2 separate regions of the Macaca mulatta genome follow, and region 2 is linked to region 1. A link is a contact called in public Hi-C data. All regions are on one chromosome and are shown on one strand. Each heading gives the region's core, a stretch centred on a gene start, on an enhancer-like site or on the middle of the called end of the contact. The rest is flanking DNA. Distances are from core to core; before and after follow the strand shown. Region 1 holds the start of ARMC12 (armadillo repeat containing 12). Region 2 holds the start of RPL10A (ribosomal protein L10a).

Region 1 (7,681 bases), core at 3,714-6,213:
AAGGTCTTGGCATGGGGGATGTAACTCTTAGTTGCAAACAGAGGTAGGAGTTTGTTCTGGGGTAGTGGCGGAGTAGGGAGCCGAGGAAGAGGATCCTAGAAGAAAAGTGGGACATAGGGCAAGAGGATCTCCCCTATCTCTGTCCTCAGCTGACCCAGAGTTCAGAGTCTCTTCCTGCCCCCTCCCCTCAAAACCACAAGGCCCCTGAAGATTTCCTCCTCGGAGGGAGGAACAGGCAGGTGGTGTGGTGTTTTGAAGCCTGAGACCCTGCTTTTCTGCCCCCACCCCCAAACCACAATAAAGACCCAGGAATCCTGCCACCTAGCCACAAACCTCCTCCTTCCACCTCTATGCAGGGGAAATGGGGTCCCATTTGGGGTCCCCACTGGGGACTTATGCTGTCCCTATGCTGTGTCCTGGCATCTTGTGGGGCCATTGTGATGATGACAGCAGCCCAGAGCAGGGCTCTTCCTGGGGATGGGGACCTGCCCCACGTCCCAGCTTCCTGGGGTGCTGCGCAGTGCCCTGAGGGATGCTTTGTGCCTGGAGAGTGCCAGGGCAGGCGGGGAGGAGTGGTTCCGGGAAAGGCCCTGGCAGGCAGCATAGGCCTGGGCTCCAGGGCCTTTGAGGGTGGGCCTAGGGGAGGGACCTCAGGCTGCTGAAGTGCCTTACCTGGGCCTCCTGCCATCTGATGGCATCTCTGGCACCCTCTGTGGCTAAAGATGCCAACACAGGCCTGAGCCGTGGACCCCCTTCCCATACATACATCACACTTCCCACACAGGCTCTCACCCAGCCAATGCACACTGCATCTCCCAGTTGGGAGGCACCTTCACTGCCATCTACTCCCACCTTCTTCCTGATGCTTGAAATCTGTCCGTGATCCCAGGTCAGTGATTGCTCGAGGCTATGACAGGGACACTCTCAGACAGCAGCCCACTGCTCTTCTGGACTTCCCTATCTCCAAGTCCAGTCACCTACGGGACACCTGCCCTTACATGGCCTAGAAGTGACTGAACTCATATTCATGTCCCTCACACCAGCTCCTCCCCATTGCCCACCATGACCCTCCCAGTCCTGAAACTCACTGCAAAGGTAGATTAATGTTTAACTACTTTCTCTCCTTCATCATCCTTATGTCTGATATCTTATCAAATTCTTCCCTTTGTTGCTTTTATTTCAAAATATATTGTTTGTTCATTACTTTTCTCCTTCACCCTTTCCCCTCCAGCCCCATAGATTCCACCTTTGGCCCAAATTCTCACAGCAGCTGCTACACTGTCCTTTCTTTTTCCTTCCTCCTACACACCCTGCTGGAATAATCTTTCTCAAACATCATTTATTGTGTATGTTATCAACTTCAGACTCCTCAACCAAGCACAGTGAGTACACTAGCTAAGCTGTGTATTCTCTGTGAGATGGGACCTGAATTCACTCATGGCATGTCCAGGCCACAGGGTTGAGTGCAGTGCCTCCTGCACAGCAGGAGGGCAGCAAATGTTCCTCAAGTGACCCATCCATTTGGTGGTGTTCCCTTTCCACCGTTCCAATTCTCTCTCCTGCCTTGGTCTCCCCAGTCCCATCAAGCCTATTGGCTTCCCAATGCTCACTGGGGCCCTTTTGTTTTGAAGGGCCACTGTTTTTCATTTCCCCAAAATCTTAGGTGGCTGGAGGTGGGGAGCTGGTGGGGAAGGGAGAGGCCGACATCCAAGTTAATATCAGGAAGGTTGTGGCAAATACCAACTGCAAAACCTTGGGTGCAGAGCAGAATGAGGGCAGATGCCTGCTAGGAGTCCCTGTTCAGTAAGAGACAAAACCACAGAGGAGGGCAGAATGTGGAAAGGAGAGTGGCATAACTAGTGGCTTCCCTCTGAGCCTGTGAGCTGCCTTTAATCTTTTCCTTTTTTTTTCTTTTTTTGAGATTGAGTCTTGCTCTGTCGCCCAGGGTGGAGTGCAGTGGGGCGATCTCGGCTCATTGCAACCTCTGCCTCCCCAGTTCAAGCAATTCTCCTATCTGAGCCTCCCGAGTAGCTGGGACTTCAGTTGAACACCACCACGCCCAGCTAATATTTGCATTTTTAGTAGAGACGGGGTTTCACCATATTGGTCAGGCTGGTCTCAAACTCCTGACCTCAGGTGATCCACCCGCCTCAGCCTCCCAAAGTGCTGGGATTACAGGAGTGAGCTACCGTGCCCCACCTAATCTTTTTTATGTTTTATTGCTTAGTTATGTCCTGCAGTATTTTAAACCTCTTCTCCCATAGGCTGTAGGCTTTTTAATGGCAGGGACAGTGTCTTTTATTTATTTGACATCATCTACTTATTTTGAGAAGCAGGCACGAAATACTTTGGAGGGCACATAAAACTTGGGTCTGGATCCTGGTTCCAACACTTAGCTGTTTGGCCCTGGGTAAGTCTCTTAACCTCTCTGAGCCAGTTTCTTCGTCTGTAAAAGCCGCTAGTGACACTCGTTTTGCAGAATGAGGGGCAAAAATTACAGAGAATACAAAGCACCAGGAAAGTGCCTGTTGTACCCAATAGTTTATATTCCTTCCCCGTATGGTTGGAGCCTTTTCTGAATTGGGAGAAAGGTGTTCCTTAACTACTGCCCATACTGGGACACTTTAAACTTGAAAAGGGGCACTGTTAATAATTACGTCCGTTCCAGGGACGCAGAGCCACCCTACCGTAGTTCACAACAACTGGCAGGGTTCGGATGGCACGCAATATCCCAGTGCCTAAGCACAGCCCCAAGCATAACGCTCAATAAATGCCTGTTGAATCAAAGAGCGAACAGAAGCTGACCCTCACTCCGTTTTTTGGACATCATTGACTGAAGCAAATTGAAAAGCCCGCCCCTGCTGCGCCCCCACCCCCACCCCCACCCCGTCCCAGAGCCACCGGCAGCCTCAATTCCCTGAGGTCTGCCCTTCAGTAGCCCACCGTCCCGCCCCCGGTTGCCTTGACATCAGTGACGTCGCCGAGGGGCGTGGCCTCTCTCCATCCTCTGCTGGTGCCCTGGGCCCCTCCGCATCCGAACCTGGGGGGAGGATGAGGTTGGTGGCCCTTGACCCTACTCGCCCCCCGCCGGGCCAGCATCTAAGCCCGCCTGGCCGCCTTTCTTGGGCGCGCAGCTGTCTCGAGTGTGGGTACCCATCTCCACCCCCACCCTTACCCGGGTGAACTAGCGGGGGTTCTAGAGTGCCGGATCCCGGTGAGCCCTCTCCACCAGCTGCGGGCTAAAGGATCCTGAGAACCTGGGCCCAGCGCTCAGCTCAGGCCCGCCCCTTCCCGGTCAGCCCCCTCGCTCCACGTCCTGGGGGGCGGGCGGGAAGGATGGGACCCCCGCCCAGGAGGCGCACAGGCGCCAACGAGCGCGGGAGAGAAAGAGTTAAATTAGGTGCCGGCGCCGGGCGCGGCGCGAGTGGGGGAGGGGAGCGAAGAGAAAGTGAGAGCGGGGGCGGAGCGGGGACGGGAGCGAAAGAACATCCTGTGCCCGTCGCCGGATGCGCGCGGGGGGAGGAGGTAGTCCGGGGAGGGAGAGCAAGACGGGGGGAGGCCCGGGGCGGGGAAAGGCGCGGCCTCCTTCCCCCCCAACCTCCTCCTCTGGGGGCGCTGGCCCCCTCTGCTTCCCGCGCCTTAGCCGGAGCTACCCGGAGGCCCCAGGATCTGGTTCCTGGGCAGGAGTAAGCGCTAGCTGGGGAGAGATGATCTCGGAGAGTATGGGATGCACGTCAAGGCAGGGGCGGCCCCCAGCCTTTCATCTCTTGGTTTTCTGCAAGGGAAGCTCGCACGTGTTGAGCGTCCCCTGTGCACCGAAAGTACACACATTATCTTAGTCAGTCCTGACAGCGGCACTTCCAGGCAGTAGACAGGAATTCATAGACTCGCGTTCTAGAAGAGGAAACAGACTCAGATTATGGAATTTGTCCAAACCCCACACTGCTGGGATGTGAATGCAAGCCTGTCGGACTGCAAAGGGCTTTTCACTGGAGTTTAGGGTAGGGCAATTTCCCCTTAGCTTCTATGCGCACAAGTACTGGGCCGCTGCAGTATCACCCTCGGGAATGGCGGTGTCTTTTCGTAGAGGACCCCCAACAGCATCTGGCTGGAGCTTCTGTCATTAACTAGGCTCAAACAACCATTGCCAGGATATTGGTAAAGAGATGAGGAAGGGGCCTTAGGGTTCCACAGGTAGTTGGATGGTTCTTAGAAACACAGTTTAGGGGAATGTGTTGTAGCGCTCCTGCTCCTCTTTTAGGTATTTGTGGGGGCTTCAAAGAGGGTTCCAGAGTCACTCAAAGCAGTTACATGGATTACAGGAATTCGGATTGATTCACTTTAAGAAGACCAGGGAGGTCTGGTGTGGTGGTTTATGCCTGTAATCCCAGCACTTTGAGAGGCCGAGGCAGGCAGATCACCTGAGAGCAGGAGTTCGGGACCAGCCTGGCCGAAATGGTGAAATCCAATCCACTAAAAATACAAAAATTAACCAGGCGCGGTGGTGCACGCCTGTAGTTCCAGCTACTCGGCAAGCTGAGGCACAAGAATTGCTCGAACCTGGGAGGCCGAGTTTGCAGTGAGCCGAGATGGCGCCACTGCACTGCAACCTGGGAGACAGAGCCAGACTCGTATCAAAAAAAAAAAAAAGACAACGACTAGCGTGAGAGGTAGTGGGTAAGTGGAAGGAAGGGCTGACTCATGTGCTTTTCAGGCTGGGATGCATTGAGGGCTACCGTCTGTGTTCTCACTGCCTGCCCACACCCCACATGTTGTCCAGGTGAAACCTGCGGAGATAATTAGGATTATAGTCAACATTTGTTGAGCTCTGTGTGCTGGGCACTGTTCCAAGTGCTTTACTTAATCCTCGCAATCCCATGAAGTAAGTCTTATTGTTTCTATTTTACAGGTGGGGAAAATGAGGCACAAGGAGACCACAAAGCTAAATCCGTGACTAAACTGGTTTTGAGACGGAGTCTCCCTCTGTTGCCAGGATGGAGTGCAGTGGTGCGATCTCGATTCACTGCAACCTCCGCCTCGTGGGTTCAAGCAGTTCTGCCTCAGCCTCCTGAGTAGCTGGGATTACAGGTACACATCACCAGCTAATTTTTGTATTTTTTAGTAGAGACGCGGTTTCCCCATGTTGGCCAGGCTGGCCACTCTGACCTTGTGATCTGCCTGTCTCCGACTCCCAAAGTGCTGGGATTACAGGCTTGAGCCACCGCGCCCTGCCCTGAACTGGTTTTGAACCCTGGCTAGAACCCGTACTTATTTACTAAACTCAAATGTACTTAACATGATGAGAACATCGGCCTTGAAGGTAAAAATGCTGGCATAGATGGCAAAGAGGTGTGTGCTTGAGCAGCCCATGTCCTTTTCCTGGGTAAGGCAGGTAAGTAACTCACAGCTGGCTGTGTGTATTTTGGCTGTCAGACTTCTCTTTAACCAGTGGTTCCAGATTTCTGGATTTGACAGAAAAAGCAAGAAAACAAGTGAAAGCCAGGTTCCCATAAAGAGCTGCAGCTTTTAATTTATGCTCCCTAAGAGCACACAGAACGTACCTACCATCTATTATCACCATCATTAAAGAAAATACTTCTGTTTTTTTGAGACAGAGTCTGGCTCTGTCACCCAGGCTGGAGTGCAGTAGTGTGATCTCAACTCACTGCAACCTCTGCCTCCCAGGTTCAGGCAGTCCTGCCGCCTCAGCCTCCAGAGTAGCTGGGACTACAGAGATGCACCACCATGCTGAACTAATTTTTGTATTTTTTGTAGAGTGGGGGTTTTGCTTGAGCCCAGGCCAGGCTCGAAACTCCTGGGCTCAAGAGATCCACTCACCTCAGCCTCCCAAAGTGCTGAGACTACAAGTGTGAGCCACCACGCCTGACCTAATAAATACATTTTAATTCTCAAAATAGGAATGACATCATCTGAATCTGTTAGTCCCAGCCAGGCACGGTGGCTCATGCCTGTAATTCCAGCACTTTGGGAGGCCAAGGCGGATGGATTGCCTAAGCTCAGCTGTTCGAGACCAGACTGGGCAACATGGCAAAACCCTGTCTCTACCAAAAATACAAAAAATTAGCCCGGTGTGGTGGCGCATGCCTGTAGTCCCAGCTACTTGGAAGGCTGAGGCCAGAGGATTGCTTGAGTCTGGGAGGCAGAGGTTGCAGTGAACCAATATCACACCACTGAGCTCCAACCTGGGTGAGAGAGTGAGACCCCGTCTCAAAAAAGAGAAAAAAAAAAAAAAAAAAGAAGAAGAAGGAAAACAATTATTCCCAAGAAAAGATGGTCAATGGACTTTATGCCAACAAATAGATATTCCATTGTCTTTTTTTGTTGTACTGTGGACTAGTAAAAATGTCACTCTAGGAATAACTCTGCCTCTAATCTCTCTGAATCATTTGAGGGCAGAACCAGAAGAAATGGGCCTTAGGTGTGGCAGGAGGGAGTTAGGTTGCAGCCAAGAAAGAACACTTTTTGCAGGTCTTTAAAGAACAGGTGAGCCTTACATGTGCTTAGGAAGTGAGGGTTGCAGAATCAGCTCCATGGGATGGAGGGGCCAGTAACTCTGGGTCCCACCCTGGAGAAGGGCAGAGCAAGGACATTGCCTTGAAGAATTTATTCTCAGAGCCACCAAAGTAGTCTTGGAACCTAAATAACAGCTCCCATCAGGCAGCCGTTTTCTGCCCAGAGTTCAGTGGAGATGCGATGGGGTTGCATGGCAGTAGGGGGGCTTCGTGGGCTTCTACTCACCCCTCACCCTAGGGAGTTCATGCAGTCATCCACCTTGGGGCTGAGTGGAGTGCCAGGAATGACCCTTGAGGAGGATGAGGACAGGAAGAGAATGGCCACCCAGGAGTGTTGCTTGTTCCCCGCCTGCCGCCTAGGGTGTACTGGGCCAAGGCTCTGAGTGGGCAGGCCTGGCTGGCCATGGCATCATTGGATATGCTGTTTGCCTGTTTCTCTACCTCCTTCCATCCTGGGTGCAGCCCAGGACTCAGAGCCTTCTGTCCCCGTTCTCCCAGAAAAGGGCTCAGGGCCAGGTGGGTGAACACCTGTTCTGGTGCAGCATGCTCAGCACTGGCCGTGGGCGTCACCCTAGTTTGGAGCTGGCCACTTGCCTGTTCTGTGACAGAGAGTGGGGTCAGAGGGTGTAGGGAGACCATGGTGGGGAAGAGGGAAGGGTCTGGTCTCACCTGCCCCATCCTAGTGGTGGGGATCAAGGCCTCCACAGGTAGGCTCACATCCTCTGGGGTGGTGGCATCTTCTGACTCCAGCCTCATTGTACTTCTGGGGAGGCTGAGAGTTGGTACTTCCAGATTTAGCTGAAAGGCACAGACTTACTCACATTTTAATCTTTGAGTTTTACAATGGTAAATCTGAATCCCTTTAGGTTACAAATGCAGAAACAGACTAAGGCAAAGGCAATCCTTTCTCCTCCAAGGTCACTCTGGTTAGATGGGTCTGGAGCCCCAGTTACTAGACACTGTCATTGTTCTGCCCCCAAGTCCTTAAAGAATGGTAGAACATGGCCGGGCGCAGTGGCTCAAGCCTGTAATCCCAGCACTTTGGGAGGCCGAGATGGGCGGATCACGAGGTCAGGAGATCGAGACCATCCTGGCTAACACGGTGAAACCCCGTCTCTACTAAGAAATACAAAAAATAGCCGGGCGAG
Region 2 (7,681 bases), core at 3,139-5,638, 270 kb before region 1:
AATAACTGGGATTACAGGCGTGTGCCACCATGCCAGCTAATTTTTGTATTTTTAGTAGAGACAAGGTTTCACCATGACTTGAGGCCAGAACTTCTGGGCTCAAGTGATCTGCCCTCCTTGGCCTCCCAAAGTGCTGGGATTATAAGCGTGAGCCACCATGCCCAGCCCATATGTTGAAAATTTTAAAAGCTCAAAAGGATACTGTGAAAAATATTCCCCTTACTTCTCTTCTCCAACCATCCAGAGTCCCCCGGTTTCAGGGGAACCCCCCCTCCCAGAGATACCATCTATATGTGGAAACATGTTTACACTTACTATCCATCCTACTTTTTATGGAAATTGCAACACACCAAACTCATTGCCCTGTACCTTGCTTTTTTTACTTCACAGTATATTTTGGTGATTTTTTTTCATATCAGTACCTAAAATTCTGCCTCATTTGTTTATATCTTAGATAACTGACCTAACTTCTTTATGCCTGTAGTTTCCTCGTCTACAGAAGGGGAGACAGAATATTAATAGCACCTACCACATAAGATTGGAGTGAGGTTTAAATGAGATAATTGGTATAAAGTACTCAGAATGGTACCTGATGCACAGTGTTTATTAAATTATTATTATTATTATTTGAGACGGAGTCTCACTATATCACCTAGGCTAGAGTGCAGTGGCGTGATCTCGGCTCACTGCAACCTCCGCCTCCTGGGTTCAAGTGATTCTCCAGCCTCAGCCCCCTGATTAGCTGGGATTACAGGCACGCACCACCATGCCCAGCTAATTTTTGTATTTTTAGTAGAGATGGGATTTCACCATGTTGGCCAGGTTGGTCTCGAAGTCCTGACCTCAGGTGATCTGCCCTCCTCGGTCTCCCAAAGTGCTGGGATTACAGGTGTGAACCACCACACCCAGCCTAAATTATTATTATGAAGAGCCAGGAGATTAAGGTGGCAGTGTCTCTTGGGCCCTGACTCGTTTATATCTTTAACCACTGAACCAGACAAGGGATCCTTGGCTTCCCCTTGGTCCTAATCTGAGCCTTTGCAATGGTAGCCACCATTTTCTGAGACGTGCGTGTCTTATGTGCATTATCTCATTTAATCCTTTTCACAGTCTTCCATTAGATATTCTGAGCCTCATTTTACAGATGTGGAAATGGAGGTTTAGGTTGGTTAAGTAACCTGCCCAGGGTCACCCAGCTAGGAAGTGGTGGAGTTAGGAATTGAATCCAGGACTGGCTGAATGAAGAGCCCAAGCCCTTCTTGTGATTACTGCTCCATCTCCCAATGTGTGCAGGTGGAGATGACCCCTGATAAGTTCAGTGTCTTAATGGAGAAGCTCTGTAAAAAGGGATTGGCAGCCACCACCTCCATGGCCTATGCCAAGCTCATGCTGACAGTGATGACCAAGTACCAGGCTAACGTGAGTACTGATAGGGCCATGGGGCTGGTCCTGCTGGCAGGGCTGCCCTGGGCCTGCCACAAGGGTGTATGAATATGTATGTCAGGGATAAAACCCTGAGTGCTGGGGTTGATGTAGACCCTCCCAGAAAGATGGAAGTATGAACATGCTTCTGTTGCACAATTTCAGCGAGCTCCTGAATCCTCTGGAGATCCGAACAGAAGGACCTCCAATATGAGGCATCAGGAGTCATTCAAGGGCCTTCAACCTGGGAGTAACTTGGTCAGATCTGTACTATTAAGAAGCATCTGGCTTCTGTGAGGAGTGGGATTGGAGGGTGAAGATCTAGGGCCTGAGACCTGTCAGGAGGTTGTAGCAACAGGGCAGAAAGAGAAAGTGTAGCCCAAAAGGAAGGCAGGTGTCACACAGTAGAGTGTCTGTGAACCTCAGTTTTCTCATCTGTAAAATGGGAGGGTTTTGAGGATTATATACAGCAATGCATATACATGATGTGTATGTATGTTTGTATATGGATTGATGCATATAAAGTGCTGCCACATAGTAAACACACAATAATTGTCAACTATTACTAATGTGGCCGGCTTAGTAAGTTGTGCAGCTAGTATTTGGCTCCAGGTCCACCTAGTTAACTATGGTGAAATAATGAGATTAGATTGCTCAGGAGTCTCCTCCTTCCATCCTCCTGGCTTCCTCTCTCCTTCCTCAATAGAGACCCTGGGGTAGTGGGGAGAGGGGAGGGATCAGCTGCTGGAGTCCTGACATGATTTTTCCTTCTCCGCAGATCACTGAGACCCAGAGGCTGGGCCTGGCTATGGCCCTAGAACCTAACACTACCTTCCTGAGGAAGTCCCTGCAGGCCGCCTTGAAACATTTGGGCTCCTGACCATCCACCAAGGGACCACCGTCTTGGTGCTCCATCACCAGCTTCCTGAAGGGCATTTCTGTCTTCACCACCTTCTGTCTTGAGCCCTAGCCTGAGGATAAAGGCTGAGCCTGGCCATCCCAGATTCCAACTGCCTCCCTGTTCCAGGCTCCATAGGGGCATACTGGCTTCCCAGCCAACAGGGAGGCTCCTGGGCTAAGGAAGCTCAGCTATATTTTGTTTTTCATTTCTTTTCTTTTGTTTTTGAGAGAAGGTATTGCTCTGTCATCTAGGCTGGAGTGCAGTGGTGCGATTGATCATGGCTCACTGCAACCTCTGCCTCCCAGGCTCAATCCTCCCATGTAAGCCTCCCAAGTAGCTGGGACTACATGCACATGACACTGTGCCCCACCTAATTTTTTTATTTTGTAGATAATAAGCTGGTCAGGGCTGGTCTTGAACTCCTGAGCTCAAGTGATCTTCCCGCCTTGGCATCCCAAAGTGTTGAGATTTACAGGTGTGAGCCACCACACCAGGCCAGAGCTATATTTTCAAAGACTGCTGGCCCCAGGCACACTCCTCATCAATTCTCAGGCTGCAGGGACAGAAACTTTCCAACAGGGCTCAGTAGGGTCAAGCCGACCCAGAGTGGACATGGGATGCTCCAGGAGGTCTAGGGTACCAGTGTGCTCAGATGAAGCTCTTGTGCTCGTGTATGTTATGACCTTCTGTGCTTTTGTTTCTGACTTGAATTTATCAATGGTATTGAATAAAAAGCAAGTTCAATAATGTCTTTTTCTTTTTTTTTTTTTTGAGGCAGAGTCTCACTCTGTCACCAGGCTGGAGTGCAGTGGCGTGACCTCGGCTCACTGCAACCTCCACCTCCCCAGTTCAAGCGATTCTCCTGCCTTGGCCTCCTGAGTAGCTGCGATTACAAGCTCCTGCCACCATACCCTGCTCATTTTTGTATTTTTAGTAGAGACGGGGTTTCACCACATTGGCCAGGCTGGTCTCAAACTCTTGACTTCAGGTGATCCGCCTGCCTCCCAAAGTGCTGGGATTACAGGCGTGAGCCAGCACGCCTGACTAATGTCTTATTAGAAGCAGTACTTTCCTTCCTGTGAATTCTGGGTATTGAACCCATCCCCACCCCCTCCACCTCCCTGCTCAGTGACAAGGAACATATTTTTCCTGGTGAGGGGAAGGGTGAAGGGTATCTTACTCACTTTCTAAGGGCCAAATAATGTGTAATACCACTCACCCTATCCTACAGGAGCTGCCCCCACCAGGCAGGGGGATAGGTGGGAATGAACATAAAGGTGGGAGTGACTCAGTCTGGAGTTAGGGAAGGGTTTTGGGCAGATGAACCCTAGGAGAGATCTGAAGGGCTCTTCGGGTTACAGTGGGCTAAGAGGATGAGACCCACTGGACAGAGGAAAGAGCAGAGAAGACACCTTAATGGGTGTGCTGTGCTGTGTGCCTGTTTTACATCTTTGTATTCCTGTAGCACCTGGCTAGACGCCTTATTCATACTAGTCACACTTAAAACGTAGATGTTATCAAATTATCAAGTAAAAGTTCACTTTAGGACTTTGCCAGCTCTTCCCTCTGCAGGCGCTGAGAGGCCAGGAACAGAACTTTCCGGAAGCTTCCCTTACCACGAGTCCACGTTAGAGCAAGGTGCTGAGGGAGGGAGGTCTGGCCGAGGAACAAGGCTTGCTTTTGAGAACATAAGCTGATGCGGAGGGCGCGAGGGGAAAGGGGTTTGAGGGACAAGCATGTCGGAATCCACGCTGTCAGTGAACATCACTGGGCTGTACCAGTATGTGTGCCTACCGAAGCTCGAGCCCCGAACGCAGCTGCTTCCCTAGGGGCCCAGCAACAGCGGGCGCGAATCGGCACATTACCGGCGGCCGCGGGGCGCTCAGGGCTGCGACAACTCCGTGGGTTCCCGCGCCGGCCTAGCGGCCCAGCGACTCCCAGCGGCCGGAGAAGTCCGCGCTTCTCGGGGTTGGCCCACCCAACCTCTGTGTGGGTAGGACCGAGTAACGACGCATTCTCGCGAGATCGGGCCACTATTAGAGCGCATGCGCAAACTGTACTAGTCTCTTTTCCGGTTAGCGCGGCGTGAGAAGCCATGAGGTAAGTGGTCCTGAAAGCCCTATCTGCGTTCATCCGCGCCTCCAGGTGCCCCGCCAAGGATGCGGCTCCTGCAGACCGAACTGCGGGCCCTTGCGCCACCTTCGCCGCGGGGCATTTCTCAAGGCGGGTCGGCCTGCGGGTCGCCCTTCCTACCAGGTCCGATCACCGAGAGGCTCCCTCTTCCACCGGGGTTTGGGTCTGGGTCTGGGCTCCCGTCGCTCTACTTGGTGTCCGGAATCTACTGGGGAGTCCGCCGTGGGCCGCCCGCCCGTCTCGAAGCTTGGAGCCTCGGAGGCTTCTGAGCAGTCTGAGCGTGTGGACTCCGCGGCCCTGAGCGCGCTGTCGCTTCTCTCACGCAGCAGCAAAGTCTCTCGCGACACCCTGTACGAGGCGGTGCGGGAAGTCCTGCACGGGAACCAGCGCAAGCGCCGCAAGTGAGTGCCGACCCTGGGGCAGGGCGCGGGTGGTGAGGGCCGGCGTGTGCTTAACGCTTAATCCCCCTCCTCTCTCGAAGGTTCCTGGAGACGGTGGAGTTGCAGATCAGCTTGAAGAACTATGACCCCCAGAAGGACAAGCGCTTCTCAGGCACCGTCAGGTTGGCACCGTTCTGATCCCACCCAGCCCTCAGTGCCCCCGTGCCTGCCCCTCCCCTGCAGGCTCCCGCTGAGCCGGAGGCGGGCACGTCGGTACTGATGTGTTAGGGTAGTTCAGACCCCCTGCTCCGGGCAGGCGCGGCTGGACGGACCCCCACCCTGGGTCTTAAAACATGAGGGGAGGCGTGGGGAGGCCTTGGCCGAGCCCGCCGGCCAGCCTGACAAGCCAGGCTGGCTGCTGGTGAATGTGAACGCTCCGGGTAAGGCTCGGTGGCTGCTGCGGTCCCACACCCTTCACCGGCCCTCGGGACCCAGGGCTAGGCATAACCTGTTGGTGCTGTCCCCCAAAACGCAGGCTTAAGTCCACTCCCCGCCCCAAGTTCTCTGTGTGTGTCCTGGGGGACCAGCAGCACTGTGACGAGGCCAAGGCCGTGGATATCCCCCACATGGACATCGAGGCGCTGAAAAAACTCAACAAGAATAAAAAACTGGTCAAGAAACTAGGTGAGTCCGGCCGCTGTGGTTTTGCATGTGAGATGTGGGGTGGAGGCGCTAGAAAGGCTTTCCTGCCATTTCGATTTTTAATGATGAGGGGGCTAGACTAGCAAATGCGGCGGTGGTTGCCTAGCTGGCCTGAGTGCTGTTTTAGCTTTGGGGTGGTTTGATGTTTGTATTTGCTATGAGGATTCCAGTTGATGAGGAAGGCCAAGTATTGTAAGTTGACCCAGCCAGGTGCTGGTGAGGTATGATTTGGAAATCTTATTCTGCGTTGTTTAGGCAGTGGCATTAGACTGCTTTCACAGGTAGGAAGCAGACATTGCCAGTTGTCACGTGTCCAGGGTCCACCGCTAAGAAATAGGCACAATTCAAGCCAAGGCAGTCTTTTTTTTAGTTATTTTTTGAGACGGGCTGGTGCGATCTCGGCTCACTGCAAGCTCCGCCTCCCGGGTTCACACCATTCTCCCTCCTCAGCCTCCCGAGTAGCTAGGACTACAGGCACCTGCCACTACACCTGGCTAATTTTTTTTTTGTAGTTTTAGTAGAGACGGGGTTTCACCGTGTTAGCCAGGATGGTCTCAATCTCCTGACCTCGTGATCCACCCAAAGTGCTGGGATTACAGGCGTGAGCCACCGCATCCGGCCTGAGCCCTGGCAGTCTTGACTGGGGCATCCGTTGTACAGCGGTTATGCCATGGATCATGGGTCAGCCTGATTTTCTGAGAGCATGTTTTGGGACCAGTGAAGGTCCAGAGGACTTTCTGGAAACCTTTTAGGCGGGGGAAAAGACTGAGGCGGGGGTAGAGAGGGTGCTGCTTGGATGTCACGTGGTTGATACAAGTGCGTTTCTGGCCTGCCACATTTGAGGTGTGCCTTGGTGACCAGGTCCTAAGCAATGCCAATGGCTTCCTGTCTTTACCAGCCAAGAAGTATGATGCGTTTTTGGCCTCAGAGTCTCTGATCAAGCAGATTCCACGAATCCTCGGCCCAGGCCTAAATAAGGCAGGAAAGTTCCCTTCCCTGCTCACACACAACGAAAACATGGTGGCCAAAGTGGATGAGGTGAAGTCCACAATCAAGTTCCAAATGAAGAAGGTGAGGGGGTCTGGTGGGTTGCTGTGGGTGAAGGTGTTGGCGGGGTCTAAAACTTACCCAAGTCTCTAAATATGCCAGTGAGAGCACCCACCAGGATTGAAATTTTTGGAGTAACCCTGGTCCTTCCTTGGCCCGGGTCCAAGTACCTGCTCACTAGGCCAGTGAGGGAGGGACAGGCCATTTGCCATTCCTCCACCAACCTGACTTGATCCTCTCTTCTGTCCTCCCAGGTGTTATGTCTGGCTGTAGCTGTTGGTCACGTGAAGATGACAGACGATGAGCTTGTGTATAACATTCACCTGGCTGTCAACTTCTTGGTGTCATTGCTCAAGAAAAACTGGCAGAATGTCCGGGCCTTATATATCAAGAGCACCATGGGCAAGCCCCAGCGCCTATATTAAGGCACATTTGAATAAATTCTGTTACCAGTCCCCTCTGTCTGCCTGTGATTGAGGGTGAGGGGTGGTTTGTCAGCTGACAAGTGAGGGCCTTGGCACTGCCATGGCTCGTTGTGTAGTTTGTCATCTTGATGATGGATAGTTGGGTACTACAGGGAAGAGGATGTTTTTCTGCCATCAAAATTAGGCAGTCTTGGGTATGTGATAGGGTGCTAACGGCATTAAAGCTTTTTGACAGGATTGGTCCATGTAAATTTAAAATAAGGATTTTAGTCAGCATTTCTGTCTTAACAAGGCCCCACATGGAGTATCCTATGCTTTAGGTCAGTAATGAGTAAATGTTAAGGAAAACAAGGCGCACAGCAAACCAGTACAAAAGTGTAATTAATTAACAGACCTTGGTTTTGGGTTTTTTTTTTTGTTTTTTTTTTTTGAGATGAGTCTGTAGCCCAGGCTGGAATGCAGTGGTGTGATCTCACTGCAATCTCTGGGTCCCAGTTCAAGCAATTCTGCCTCAGCCTCCCTAACAGCTGGGATTACAGGTACGCACCACCATGTCCAGCTAATTTTTCTATTTTTAGTAGAGATGGGGTTTCACCATGTTGGTCAGGCTGGTCTCCTGGCCTCATGATCTGCCTGCCTTGGCCTCCCAAAGTGCTGGGATTACAGGTATG

What was found. Hi-C and Micro-C count contacts between places; a contact is called where the count stands out from the background.
Region 2: a Hi-C map of CD4 T cells shows a contact between it and region 1, with 4 times the contacts expected there. The contact joins the promoter of RPL10A here to the promoter of ARMC12 in region 1. A contact is called at or near these places in 2 of 14 Hi-C or Micro-C datasets (CD4 T cells and fetal cortex germinal zone).

What each region holds. Positions count from the first base shown.
Region 1 is chr4:146,533,547-146,541,227 of T2T-MMU8v2.0, reverse strand. ARMC12 (armadillo repeat containing 12) reads left to right here and starts at 4,963. Exons shown (of 8, transcript XM_078000291.1): 1 at 4,963-5,708; 2 at 6,118-7,527. It overlaps FKBP5 (FKBP prolyl isomerase 5), which reads right to left and starts at 3,147. Exons shown (of 13, transcript XM_078000277.1): 1 at 3,078-3,147.
Region 2 is chr4:146,806,167-146,813,847 of T2T-MMU8v2.0, reverse strand. It overlaps RPL10A (ribosomal protein L10a), which reads left to right and starts at 4,388. Exons shown (of 6, transcript NM_001266226.1): 1 at 4,388-4,423; 2 at 4,783-4,857; 3 at 4,938-5,018; 4 at 5,372-5,520; 5 at 6,437-6,609; 6 at 6,840-7,040. The coding sequence starts at 4,419. The coding sequence ends at 7,010. It overlaps FANCE (FA complementation group E), which reads left to right. Exons shown (of 10, transcript XM_001116683.5): 9 at 1,294-1,419; 10 at 2,201-3,070. The coding sequence ends at 2,302.